Regions from separate parts of the Gossypium arboreum genome. Here region 1 is linked to region 2. The links are chromatin contacts, called in public Hi-C maps. All regions are on one chromosome and are shown on one strand. Each heading gives the region's core, a stretch centred on a gene start, on an enhancer-like site or on the middle of the called end of the contact. The rest is flanking DNA. Distances are from core to core; before and after follow the strand shown.

Region 1 (7,402 bases), core at 801-3,300, 170 kb before region 2:
CTAGAAAGATTTCATAACACAAAATCAACCACGACAAGCATATATTAATAACGATGGAAATTTGAGTCAGTTCAAGTAGTGAGCCTCCTCCCCAAACCCAAATCTCACCACATCAACAACTAGTTCCACTGAAATGGTAAGCCTGAGCCTGCCTAGATAGATCTGGAAAGGAGCAGCAATTTAACCTCACCATAAAACTAGATCTAGTTACAACAACAAACCTTGACAGAGCGGAACACTCCCTCAGCATCAGCAAGATGAACATCAGCTTCAGAACTTTGATCCTGAATCGACAGACAAGGAATTAGAAGGCATTGAAAAATGCAAAACTTAAAAGCTATCGCAGCTGTAGAAAGTAAGCTAGATAAATAAGGTTCCTAGATCAACATAACAAACAGAAGCAAATATAATGCATATATAAATCATTTAGAAACCTCATAAATTTGAGAAATAGCTGACATGGAACTGAAGTATGTCATAATAAGGGGTAATTTGAATTCGATCATTACCTTGATGAGTACCAAACCTCCTACTGAATAGTAGAAGTCAAGCAATGAACTCGCACCACTTACGGCAGCTTTAAGTCTTGAAATAATGCCCTTTAGCAAATGAGAAAAAGAAAAGAAAAGAAAAAAAGATGATAATAATGACAACAACAACAACAACAACAATAACAATAACAACAACAAAACTAAGCACCAGGGTTAAGCAATATTAAAAGATCTTGAACCACATGTCAGTGTAACAAATTCAAATAAACCTTAGAAGCTTTCTTGTCAATCTTGCATTCCGCTATACTATTTGCTTTTAAAGCATAGAAAAGATCCTTTGCAGTCGATGAAGATGACCCAACAGTTTCAGAAATTGAGCGGCAAGCTGTAGCTGTTAAATCAGGCTTCTTTTCAATTCCAAGAATCTGAAATGTTCTTAGTGCCTCATATGTTTCTTCCAAGCTGTTTAGATCAATTATATCAAATGAGATACCTCCAAAAACCTCATTCTCATAGGTCTCTTGTCTACTTCCAGTTCAAACAAAGGAAAAACTAAAATTGCAAATTTCTCATCACTGAAACTTTTCTTTAAAATGTTGAAGTTTAGATAAGGTGTTGTTTTATAAACGGGAAAAAGAATTACGTAATAGATTTTTAGTATTGAATTTATAACCACTGAATATGCATTACGAAAAGATGGTAAATAAATGTACATATTGATAATCATTAATTTCACAAATTTAGTTTCATTAACATGACATTTCACGTTATACTGGATAACTCAAAACAAAAATTAACAAGTAATTTAAAGATATCACATTTTGTAATTAAAGATAGATGTAATTGAATTTAAACACAAGTTCTTTTAGAAATAAATATTAGCATAGTATAAATAGCCTCACCACCTAATTATCACAACATGAATTGAGTTATCAAACGAAAAAATTAAACCACTGAAAATATTTCTCTTTCAATATGTTATCAAACACATCCAAAGTTGACCTTCAACGGTAGCTGTTATGCACTTTCTTCCAATTCCTTTCCTTAACAACCAACGGTTAAATAATGAAATTGTGAGGTCAAAAAATATATATAAAGGCAAACCTTTTGAATGATCCATGGTCGGGAGTGAAGAGTTCAAGAGCGGTAGATCGATGAGAATCGGAGATTGGTTGAAAAAGAAAAGCGGCTTCGCAGATCGATACTACAAGTAACAGAACCAGAAATCCAGCTAGACGTCTGGCCATTTCCTGCAATTAAAATCCAACACATAATCAGCCAAACGCCTAAAAAACTGGGAAGGATTTTCACAAATACTAAACTTTTTTTAGGAATTACAAATTAAGAACAGATCGGAAATAATTAGCGAATAAACTAGGGTGTATTAGATCGGGAAAAGAGAAAACATACAATAAATGTGAAAGAAACTCGTCCCTTCTTGGGTGAAGTCTTCGCAGTCTTTGCTGTGCGCCAGATGAGTGAGTTTGGCCGAGCTAGGAAAGTAAGAAGTAGTAGGGAGAAAAGTGAAATTATCGTTTTGTCAAGGTTTAAGTTGAATTTATCCCGTTTGTCCCGGTGATATTTCAGTCTGGGCCCAAGATATTAAGGTCAAGATAGGCCCGAACTTCAACTAACCCATTAGCCTTAAATTTTCTTTTAAGGTAAACAGTCCGTTACTCAACAAACTATAGATAAGTATTCATTTAATTCACTTATTAAAAAAATTACAAGTTGGTCATTAAATTATTTAAAAAATTAATTTACGTTATTAGACCGTTAAAATTGATATTATATGGCTTTTTTATGCGTACTGCCTACATAATCGAAAGCATTCTTATTTACAGTTCAATTTTTTTCATGAAACAATTTTGGATATCACGAATCTATAAACTAAAATTCAAACAGCTTTTTTCTCTAATTCCAAAATTGACCGCCAAATTGACTTAGGTATAAGATATATTTTTCTACTTGCTGATGGGCACTGATTCACTGTAGCGATCATCGAATCGCTGTTTGGAACTCACTAGCGAAATTCAAAAAAAAATTTAACAGCTCAATGACTTAAATAAAATTTTTTTAATAGTTCAAAGACTTAAATAAAAATTTTGAATAATTCAGTAACCAAATTTTAACTTTTTTAATTAAGTAACCAAAACACAAAAACTTACCTATAATTTAATGACTAACTATATAATTTACATTTATTTTAATACCCTAATCCATAATTTATATCTATAATATAATATAGTATAATACACCCCACCCTTTTTCATGTGTATGTTTTTCAGGCCTATTCCCATGAGAACTTACCAAATATATATAATATATAATATATACGGTATATAAAAGTATGGATTTAGAAAAAAAAAGAATCGACAAAATGCATTTTTTTGTTCTTTATATTATTAAATTGATATTTAAAAATAAATTTTTATATTTTAAAGTATAAAAATTTATTCATTTAAACTATATAATTGAGATGAAATTGAATTCAAAATATTAAGAATATGCTAAATTAATTAATTTTCAGTTTTCTTTAGTAATTTGGAGTAAGAGTGGAGTTGCTAGGAATGAATCTAAGCTTTTATATCATAACACAAATACATTTGTGTTATTAGATCAAGAAATTGATGGCATTAATAATTTTTAATTTTATTTAAACTCAAATTTGTAAAGATATTTTGTTAAGAGTTTAATTAATATTTGATTTATCTATATTTAGTTAGTTATTAAGAGTTTAACTAATATTTTATGTATCTTTATTTAGTTAAATAAATGGTAGACTTTATCTTTAAGATTTTGAATAAAATTATAACACATTTTTGCTAAGTTTTAATGGGGATAAGTCTGAAAAACAGACACATGAAAAAGGTCGAGTCTTTCTTCTTCTTTTAATCGCAAATTAATAGAATTAATTAGAGGAGCAGACGTATTCCATCATTTTTTTATTTTCTCCTTTTTCAGATTTTAATTTATAAAAGTTGTTTTATTTTACATTGTTATTTCTTTTATTATAAATACTTAAATTTTATTCTAGCTAAAGCTGAAAAAATTCAATGTTTAAATTGTGAGATACAATGAAAAAGTTTTTTAATTAAAATATCATCTTTTAAAGAATAATATTTGGTAACAAGTCTAGCTTTATATCGTTTAATATTAGTGTGGAGTTATGCTTCCTATTTTTCGATTTTTCTTCTTTCACCTAAATTTCGATTAGTGTAGGTTATTTTAATATTAGTTTCCTACCCAGTGTGTTTATGTTTTGAGTTTCTTATTTCGGGTCTTAGGGTTTAGTTTTATCTCTATCTTTTGTACTCTTCGTTTTTTCCGTTTTAGTAAAATTATCTTTACTTGTGGTTTTTTATCCTCTTCGAAGAGATTTTTGCACGTAAAATATTTGTGTTCGATCTTTTCAATTTTTTTGTTATTTTACTTGTTCGTTACTTAAACCGAGTTTATCCCCAGCAATTACCCTTTAACTGATGTTTGGTTTAAAAAACTCACTTGCATCCAACTCGTTTTAAACATTTTAGCAATTCAATGAGATCCCAGACTTTGTTTTTTATTTCATAAATTTCATCTTATCTTTCATGGCATTTAACCATTTGTTAGACTCTATTTATGACTTGTGATAATGACATTGGATGTTTATTGGTTCCAATATAAAAACCTAACTCTTGCAATTCAACTACGCCATTTGTGGCATTTAACCGATTTTCTGTCTCTTTAAGATCTTTTTAATAGCGTTATTTGTGGTTCATTGTCATCAAACCTCTGACAGTTAGTTTTTTTTTTTTTGGTGTTTTATCATTTAAATGTTATGCAACATTATCAGGACATTCATTAATTGCTAAAACAATATTTGTCGTAGTTGTGATAAAGAAAAATTTATATATGTAGAAAAATCTGATCTAATTTCTTGTATATTCACAATTTGTTTTTAAGCATTCCCACTAATTTCATAATTTTCAAGGAATATAACATTATCTGTTTCTACGATTCTTGAACTATGGTTTGGAACGTAAAATCAATATCCTTTAGATTTCTCTGGATAGCTAATAAAGTATCCACTTATTATATAAGAATCTTTTTTTTTTCACATGGTTTATATATTTTATCTTCCATTTGCCAACCCTAAACATGTATGCACCTTAGGCTAGGTTTCCCTCTAGTTCACAACTCAAAAGGAGTTTTAGAAAGTACCTTACCATGAACCATATTTAATAAGTATACAACAATTTTGAGTACATGCATCCCCAATGAGATAGATAATAAGGAATTGAACATCATACTCCTAACCATATCCCTTTAAGTTCAATTATATTTTTCTATCATGCCATTTGGTAATGTGTGTCTACCATAGTATATTATGCACCAATGCCATAAATGTCAAGGAATTTCACAAATGGACTTACACATCTTCCAATTCAATGCGTTTTCCATAGTGTTCACCACATATATTTGAATCTTACTGTTTTCACTTTTCTATCTAATTGTCTTCCAACCTCATTAATGTATACCTCAAGGGCATTTAGCAATTGAGATTTTCATTAAACAAATATATATAAACACTGTGAAAATCATCAATAAAGGTAATAAAATACTTTTTATGGATTAAAAGATGGAACATCAAAAGGTCAACATATATCTATGTGTATTATTTCAAGAAGTCAAATACTTCATGTGGCACTTTTCTTAGTATGTTTGATTTTCTTGCCTTTAACGTGATCCACACATACACCAAGATCAATAAAATCTAGATTCGATAGAATTTTATTCTTTACTAATCTTTCTAGTATTTCTTTAGATACATGACCCAAATATGTATGCAACAAATAAGTAGAATTTTCATTTAGCATACTATGTTTAATTCTAAAATTGTCATGATCAACAAGGATTCAAGAGAAATATGATCAAGTTTGAATTTATATAAACCATCAATAAAGTTTCTAGAACCAATAATAGTTTCATTCTTAAATAAACTAAAACAACCATGTTCAAACTTCACATTGAACCCAGAAACATCAAGTTTTGAAATAGCAATAAAGTTCCTAGAAACTGAAGGTACATAAAGAGTTTGAAATAGGTATATCTGGTAGCCAATATCCAAAACTAATCGATATGTCCTTATACATTCAATTCGAGCCTTCACATTATTCCCTCATATAGGAAATACTCATCTAGGTTTGTGGTTTGGATCGAAAGGAATCCTTGCATCACGTTGGACATATGAGTAGTAGCACCTAATCAAACCACCATATAAGGGCCTGTTTTTTAGTGGTACCAAAAAATGTAGTTTTGAAACCCTATTTCCGTAAATTGAGCTCGTAAATATAAAATATGAATATTTATGAGGATAGTATAAAAATATATTAAAGTTTGGTCCAATAATTTTGTCGAATTAATAGTTAATTAAGGCTTAGGGAGTAAATTGTAAAAGTCCAATCGCTATAGATTTTTTAATTGAAAAAAAGGCTTGAAGATTTAAATGAAAATTAACCAAAGGTCTAATATGATGATTAAACCATTTTTCGATGGAAATTAGTGGATGATGATGAAAGATTCACTAAGTATGTTTAATGAATTGTTTAAGTTAAATAAATCATGATTAGTTTAATTAATTAAGTTAATTAAAACTTAATCTTACTATAATCTAAATTTGTGGATAAACATGTCATCTTCTCCATTCATCCTTCCCATTGTCGAAAATTGAAGAAGGAAAACCTTGGGATTTTGTATGACTTTTGACCATCAATTGGTAAGTGATTTCAAGTCCTTTTATTGTAATTTTTATAGATTTAAAGTCGTGGGAGCTTGATATTGTAATAGTCGTTTTTCAATGATGCTGAAAACTATGGTTTCAGAGCCTCGTTTTCTTATGATTGAATCAGTAAATATTATTATTTAATATTTACGAGTCTATATTAGTATTACATTGAATTTTGGTTGAACAAATTTATTAATCGAAAAGTCAATTAACGTACAAGGACTAAATCATAAAAGCGATAAAAATCAACCACTATAGATTTTTATTAGATTAAGGGCTTATTTAGTAAATAAATTAAGGTCTAAATAACAATTAGACAGACCATTTCTAGATTGTGAGTGCACGGTTGGTAGCTTATTAAGTTTCTAAAATTATTAATTTATGTTTTAAATTAAAATTTAAAGTAATAAAATATAACAAAACATGGAAAGAAAGAGAAACACTTTCTTATATTCTTCTCCATTCAGGAAAACACCTTTTTGCAAGGGGAGAATGTTGAAAAAAATTTTAGTTTGAAAAGAGTTTTCTTGCACAACAGAAAATTAAAAATTTGAAAACTGACCCGATTTGTGATATTTATAGCAATAAACCTTGAATCGAAATCATACTTGTGTTTTCGAATAAGCAAATCCTTAATGTTTTTTTACTTTCAACCAAATGATCTTCTCCACTATTCTCATACCACGAACTTCGTCTAGTTTGGACTTGAACCAATCGAATCAAAACACATAACTAGAAAAAGTTTTCTTTACTTCTAGGGTGAAAACAAAATTTCTCTCTTATTTAAAAGAAACTTGTAGAACTTTTACTCTAAAAAATATATTTGATAATTGAGAATAAATTCTCTCTATTTTTTGGTAGAGTAACAATCTCTCAAATTTGCGTTAATAACTCTACTGTGTCATTGATCTGCCATGAAATACACTATTATTTACGTTCTTTTTACACATAACTTTAGCTTGTTTGATAGTTAAATCAAAATATCTGAGTATATATTTAGGTTTTCATACTTAAAGCGGTAATTTATGTTTTCTAGTGGTTTTTATTACATTTTAAATATCTAAATAAGGTTACATGGTCTTGTAGGTCAAGTCGAGAGCTAAAGATGCTTATTTGGGTCAAAATTGATGCCTATGTTGCGACA
Region 2 (7,286 bases), core at 4,744-7,243:
ATGTACATGCTAATTTATCCTCTTTGTGTTTAGGATTTCCGTTTCATTCAAAAATACATTTAGACTTGGCTCATTGTCATAACTCATTGCCAATTATGACCTAACCATCCCAAGTGATTTGGCCACATTTCATATGTCTATTTATAATATGCCACATTTAATCATCACAAGAACATTTAACCATAAATAAGCACTATTAGTAGGTCATAGCCTACATCAAAATGAGTCATGTCTTATGGCCATATACAAAAAGAATAAGTTTAATATTTAAGCCTTTACATAGGCCACCCAATGACACATATCATAAAATAACCAGAACCTATACATGCCATTGAAACAAAATAAAGTATCTATATACCAAAGCAAAACAAGTTGATAGTGTTAACAATGCTCCAATCGTCTTTCAATCTTCACGAGTCCACGAGCTCTGTAAAACAGGGAAAGAAGAGGGGAGGGTAAGCATTAACATGCTTAGTAAGTCCGAATAACGGGAAAGTAAACTTACCAGTTATTTAACATGCAACCATATAAGATATTCAGGCTAAACATTCATAGTAAAATTTCCTATCACATGTACTCAACTATCAAGTTAGTCTCATGCCAGTACAATGTAACATCTTTCATAGATGAGCTCATCAATTCAAACATGTCTATTCCCATTTAACATTTTAATCCTATCGAATTTCTTGGAATCTCAATGGATATCTCGTTTACCATCAAATCATGCAAGTGATCCTTTAAATACGCACTCCCGTGAGCCTCATTTTTATGGTGAGATTACCATTCCAGGCTAAATCCCCCACAACATAACTCACAGAGTAATGTCGGGATTACCAGTCCAGGCTAAATCCCCTACAAAGACATGTACTCCTACGAGTTCAGGTCTGAATTACCAGTCCAGGCTAAATTTAGATCCTATTCGGATTATCTGTTCGGGCTAAATCAGCCAAAGCACACATATTCTTTAGGATGCTAGATCACTATAGGATCGTCCGTCCGGGCTAGATCCTTTATACCATTATTTCATTTTCGAGTAATCCATCAGACATTCCTTTTTATTCAACCGAGACATTTCATCATAACATTAATAATTCATGAGTTGTCATGCAATAAATATTACTGTTATAATTCATATATGTACATACATCTTAAATGTATTTAAAGATAGTTTACATTCGAGTTACACGAACTTACCTGGTAACTGCTTAGGTTTCGTATTTTAGTTATTCTAAAACCTTTCGTTTTCCACAATCGATCTCCGAAATCAGTTCCTCGGGGTCTATATCAGTAAAAATAAATTATTAATACCTCATGATATTTATTTCGGACCTAAAATTCACCCCTGGACAAAATGACCATTTTGCCCCTAACATTTCAAAATTTTACAACTTAGTCCCTAGACTCGTAAAATGAAATACATGTAATTCCTTGGTTACCCAAGTCTAGCCGAATGTATTATAAACTCATACTAGCCCACATTTTCCTCTATTCCACATTTCTACCACATATTTTGTACCTTTTGCAAAAAGGTCCTTTTAGGGGTTTTTCATGAAAATCACTTAGGAAAAGATGTTTAACACACATCTAACTTTCATATTCCCCCATAAATCATCAAAGAACAAACATGTCACACTTGGGTCATTTTTCATACATGAATCCTAGCTTAAAATAGGGGTAGAAATGGAGAGAACATGTTACAAGGATCTCAAAAATACAAAGAACATTAAAAACTGGGCTAGGAGTCACTTACTATTGAGCTTGGAAAGTGAAGAAACCCTAGCTATGGTGCCCCTTGGAAATTTGGTAGCAAGAGGGAGAAGAATGGCTGATTTTTGCCTTCATTTCCCTTTTTTATTGATTTTATTACCAAATGACCAAAATGCCCTTCCTTATTAAACTTCCAAAATTTTCCATGCATACCCATTTTTGCCCAAAAACTTAGAAATTGGGAAAATTAATCTTTAAGACCTTCTAATTAATAATCTAAAGCAATTTCTTGCAAATTGCTTCTAAAATCCAAATTTTGCAATTTATTCAATTTGGTCCCTAATTTCCAATTGGACACCTTACACTAAGAATTTCTTCATGAAACTTTAACACATACTTAATTTCATATTCTAGGCCTAATAATAATCATAAAATAAATATTTTGACATCGGATTTGTAGTCCCAAAACCACTATTCTGACTAGGCCCAATTTTGGGATGTTACACTATATGCTTTGGAAATGGTTGATGATTTTGGATATATATGTGGTTGATGAATCGGCTATGGTGTATATATTTATAAGTATGTTTGCTTGATTTGGCTTAGTATTGGAGTGAAATGATAATGATATATATATATATATATATATATATATATATATTCGAATGGGTATTTGTTGTTTTAAATTCGGTTGTAATGACAATGTATGTGAATATATATATATATGTGCATAAGTCGTGGTTGTTAATGTAGTGAATTGGTCAAATAGAGACAAGTTGATATATTATTTAGACTTATTAATATGCTATATTTGTGGTTCGGCAAATGTGATTAAAGTAGGTTGTTATGTGTTTATTTGTATGTTTGTGTTAGACTTGGGGTATTGAATATTTGTGGTTAAAGTTAGGCTATGGAAATTTGATTAATAAATGTAGATTTTATGTTAGTTTCAAAGGGCATATTATTTGGATGTTTGGATTAATTTATTTGAGTAGATTATTTGGTTAAGTTGATAATATACACTCGGTATATGCTAAGTAAAATATCATATATATATATATATATATATATATATATGTTATGAAATTGTTGTGGTTATAAAGGTATGGTAATATTTGATAAATGAAATAGACACAATGATATATGTTATTTATATGAGAAAAATTATGTATATTTATATGTTTTAAAGTTAGTGCATAAAATTTGTAAGTTGATAAGTTATTTTATTTTTTTAAATCATTTGAATGCCTCAAATGTTTAGTATGCATATATGATTTGTATATGTAATGAAATATATTAGGTTATGAGTTAAACATTTGATTTCTATGATTATTTGATTGTATTGATCGAATAGAAATTTGGATAATTAGATGAATGGTACGTTCGAAACATGTTAGTTTGGTCTAAAATTTTACTAGATGATTAACTTTGTAATGAAAGTCTGTACTGAGTTGTATTATGATCGGTAATGCCTCGTAACCTTCTTATTTTTGCAATTTAGTCCTAATTACTCAGAATCATCAAAAATTCCAATACAAAACATGTCAATCCAAAACATATCTTTCATATTTCACCAACTAACATCACAAAACTCAAATATTCATCAATAGCATAACTCAAAATATTCACCAAAATCAGAAATTCGAGCATGGGCTTTGTAGATAACTTAGCAATGATCTCAAAAACGTAAAAATTATCAAAAGCCGAGCTAGAATTTACCTTGAATCAAGCTTGAGAATGGCCGAACCTAAGTTTTCTTTTTCTTTTCTTTTGTTTTCGGCAAGAACAAAGTATGAACACAAAAATGGCTTTAATTTTTTTTTATGTTTTATGATATATTAACATATTAATAAGTTTACATATTTAACCTTAATGATTTTATAATAAAACTATATATTATAAGTCTAATGCCGTCCATACATAAAATCAACGGCATAATTGCAACATAAGTACTTCCTCTTATAAAGACACATTCATTTCGGCCCTTTTATAAATAACCATCAAATTTTCATTTTACGTGATTAAGCCCTTTTAATTAATCGGGCACCCACTTGACAAAATTAAATCACGAAAATTTCACAGATATAAATTCACACATAATAAATATAGAAAATAATTTCAAAATATTTTTCTAAATCGGATTTGTGGTCCCGAAACCATTGTTCCGATTAGGGTCTAAATTGGGCTATTACATAATTCATTTTACAAATCAACTGCCAGATTCATTAAATCTCACATACCAAGTGAAAATGCTCCAACATGAATTGATATCCTAATAGGGAAAACTGTTAATGTAAAAGAAAGTAATTCATGCATGAAGCATGGAAGACCAGTCGGTTCTAAAGATTAAAATCCTCGTAAAAGTAAAGGAGCAAACATTCAAGATGGTCATATAGTGGAGGCGAGGGTTCTTGAAGAGACCCATGACATAATTAATTATAAAAATCAAGAAGAGATTCAGGTACCTAAAAGTGAAAATGGAAATGATGAAAATAAAGAGATCTCGATAAGTTATGTCAATACGAGAAAAAGATGGAACAGAAAAAACAAGTAGTTGTCAGTAACAATTTTGCTTATAATATTGCTATTAAAATAAAAAAAAATGAGGATCTTGAGTCTAAATCTACTAAAGAATGTAAAAATAGAAAAGATTGGCCAAAATGGAAAGATGTAATTCAAGCAGAACTGAGTTCACTTTCTAAACATGAAGTTTTTGGACCTGTAGTCCAAACACCTAAAGATGTAAAAGCCGGTAGGATATAAATAGGTATTTATGTGAAAACAAAATGAAATTGATGAAGTCGTAAGATATAAAGCTCGCCTTGTAGCACAAGGATTTTCCCGAAGGTCCGGCATTGATTATGAAGAGACATATTCTCCTGTAGTGGATGCAATCACGTTTAGATATCTTATTAGTTTGGTAGTACGTGAAAAAACATGACATGCATCTTATGGATACTGTTACATCCTATTTATATGGTACACTTGATAGTGAAATTTATATGAAAATCCCTGAAGTATTTAAAATCCCGAAAACATATAGAGTTTCTTGAGAAAATTATTCGATCAGATTAAAGAAAAGTTTATATGGAATAAAACAATCTAGACGTATGCGGTACAATCTTCTTAACGAATACTTGTTAAAAGAAGGTTACAAAAACGATCCAATTTGTCCATGTGTCTTTATAAAAAGGTTTGGATAAAATTTGTGATAATTATTGTTTATCTTGATGGTCTAAATATTATTGGAACTACTAAAGAGCTTCAAAATACAATAAATTGTTTAAGGAAAGAATTTGAGTTGAAAGATCTTGAAAAAACAAAGTTTTATCTTGGATTACAAATCGAGCATTTAAAAGATGAAATTCATGTTCATTAATTAACTTATATGGAAAAATATTAAAGAAATTTTACATGGATTAAGCACACCCATTAAGTACTCTAATAGTAGTGCGGTCGTTAGATGTGAATAAAGATTAATTTTGTCCTTGCAAGAATGATGAAGAGTTTCTTAGTCCTGAAGTGCCATATCTAAGTGCTATAGGGGCATTGATGTATCTTGCAAATAACACAAGACTTAATATAGCTTTCATCGTAAACTTGTTAGCAAGATTTAGTTCTTCTCCAACAGGTAGACATTAGAATGGAATTAAACATGTATTTAGATATTTCAGAGGGACCATTAATATGGGGTTATTTTATTCAAATGATTCAAAATTCCTATTAGTTGGCTATGCCGATGCTGGATACTTATTAGATCCACATAAAGGTTGATCTCAAATAGGATATTTATTTACATATGGGATTACTGTCATATCAAGGCGTCAACAAAGCAAACATTACTTGCCACTTCTTCAATCATGCAGAAATAATTGCAATGCATGAGGCAAGTCGAAAGTGTGTTTGACTAAGGTTATTGACCCAACATATCTAGAAGATATGTAATTTGCCTTTACTAGAAAAGATGTCAACTATCTTATATGAAGATAATATAGCACGTATAGCTCAATTGAAGGGTGGTTAATCACCAAAATTATTTTGCACCCATGATCTTGAGAAAAGAGGTGATATAAATGTTCAACAAATTCATTCTAATGATAATTTAGCATATCTTTTTACTAAGGTATTGCCAACTTTAACACTTGAAAGACTACTACATAAGAATTATAAATCATTCATTTAATCAATAAAATACATTTTTTATTACTTTCATATTTTGTTTGCTCTTTATTTTCTAAGCCTTTTCTTTATTTTATTTCATGTTTTGTTTGTTCTTTATCATTTCGGCCTTTCTTTATTTTATTAGTGCAAATACCTGAAACTACCCAATCTATCACCGTATCTGCCAAAGCTGATTAATAGGAAAGTGAAAAGGATAAAAAGGTAACTGGGGAAGAGCAATTGACGCTTCAATAGTCTCTTTGAGGCCACGTCTCTCTGCTCCCCAAATCTCTCAACATCCGATTATTCCCTGCCACCTATCACCTCTCTCCTCCTTTTCATCGAAAAGCTCTCAAAATTCCCAATTTTTCTCTAAGAAAAAGCCCTAACTCCATCTCCACATTTCCGCAACATGTCATTCGATGAAGAAGAGTCCTTCGAACACACCCTCCTCGTGGTCCGCGAAGTCACTGTCTACAAAATCCCGCCACGTTCCACCTCCGGTGGTTACAAATGCGGCGAGTGGCTCCAATCCGACAAGATCTGGTCGGGTCGGCTCCGGGTCGTCTCTTGCAAGGACCGATGCGAGATCCGATTGGAGGATCCCAACTCGGCTGAGCTATTCGCCGCTTGTTTTATCTACCCTGGCCAGCGCGAGAGTTCCGTAGAGCCCGCGCTTGATTCTTCCCGGTACTTCGTGCTCAAGATTGAGGACGGGAATGGGAAACACGCCTTCATTGGGCTCGGGTTTAATGAGCGGAACGAGGCGTTTGATTTCAACGTGGCGTTGTCTGATCACAATAAGTATGTCAGCAGAGAGAACGAGAAAGAGGCCAGTGAGAAAAATGCGACTGATTCTCTTATTGATATTCATCCGGCTGTTAATCATCGATTGAAGGTAGAAAATTTCGGGTCTTTTTTGTTTTTAACTTTTTGTAGCTTTAAACGTCTAACTTTCATTGATTTTAGAATGTGGGTTGACTTATTCTTTATTTTGATATATCATATACCTGAGCTATTGCTTAAGATTGTTAAAAGTTTAAAAGTTTAAATTTTGTTTGAGTTCAGAATGTGGGGCTGGGGGCGGGGCAGGTTTTCTGATTTATTTTTATCGTGTTATTATTGCCGTTGTACTTGGAAGGTCGTAATTTATGAGTGTGGGTAAAAGTAAATGTCAATCGTTTAATAAAGTTAGTTTGTATATTTGGATAAATATTGAGTTTTTTGTTATTTTCCCTTTTTTTTATGCTACTGCTTGAAGTTTGTTTTTTAGGTTGTGAATTTCTTTTTTGCCAATGTGCTATGTTAGCTTGGTTTTGAGGTTTTTTTTTTTTTTCCTGGCTTTTAAGTTATTTTGCTGAATTTGGATTGTGGTGTTGCTGTCTTGTAGAATCTAAAATGTTGTGAAGAAATTGTAC

Evidence for each region. Hi-C and Micro-C count contacts between places; a contact is called where the count stands out from the background.
Region 1: a contact with region 2 is called in a Hi-C map of leaf, with 2.9 times the contacts expected there. The contact joins the promoter of LOC108450259 here to the promoter of LOC108474175 in region 2. A contact is called at or near these places in 3 of 5 Hi-C or Micro-C datasets (all in leaf).

The regions. Positions count from the first base shown.
Region 1 is chr7:64,041,542-64,048,943 of ASM2569848v2, reverse strand. It overlaps LOC108450259 (dolichyl-diphosphooligosaccharide--protein glycosyltransferase subunit 2-like), which reads right to left and starts at 2,050. Exons shown (of 20, transcript XM_017747805.2): 1 at 1,902-2,050; 2 at 1,596-1,741; 3 at 761-953; 4 at 510-599; 5 at 222-284. The coding sequence starts at 1,738.
Region 2 is chr7:63,878,882-63,886,167 of ASM2569848v2, reverse strand. LOC108474175 reads left to right here and starts at 5,993. Exons shown (of 3, transcript XM_017776130.2): 1 at 5,993-6,766. The coding sequence starts at 6,281.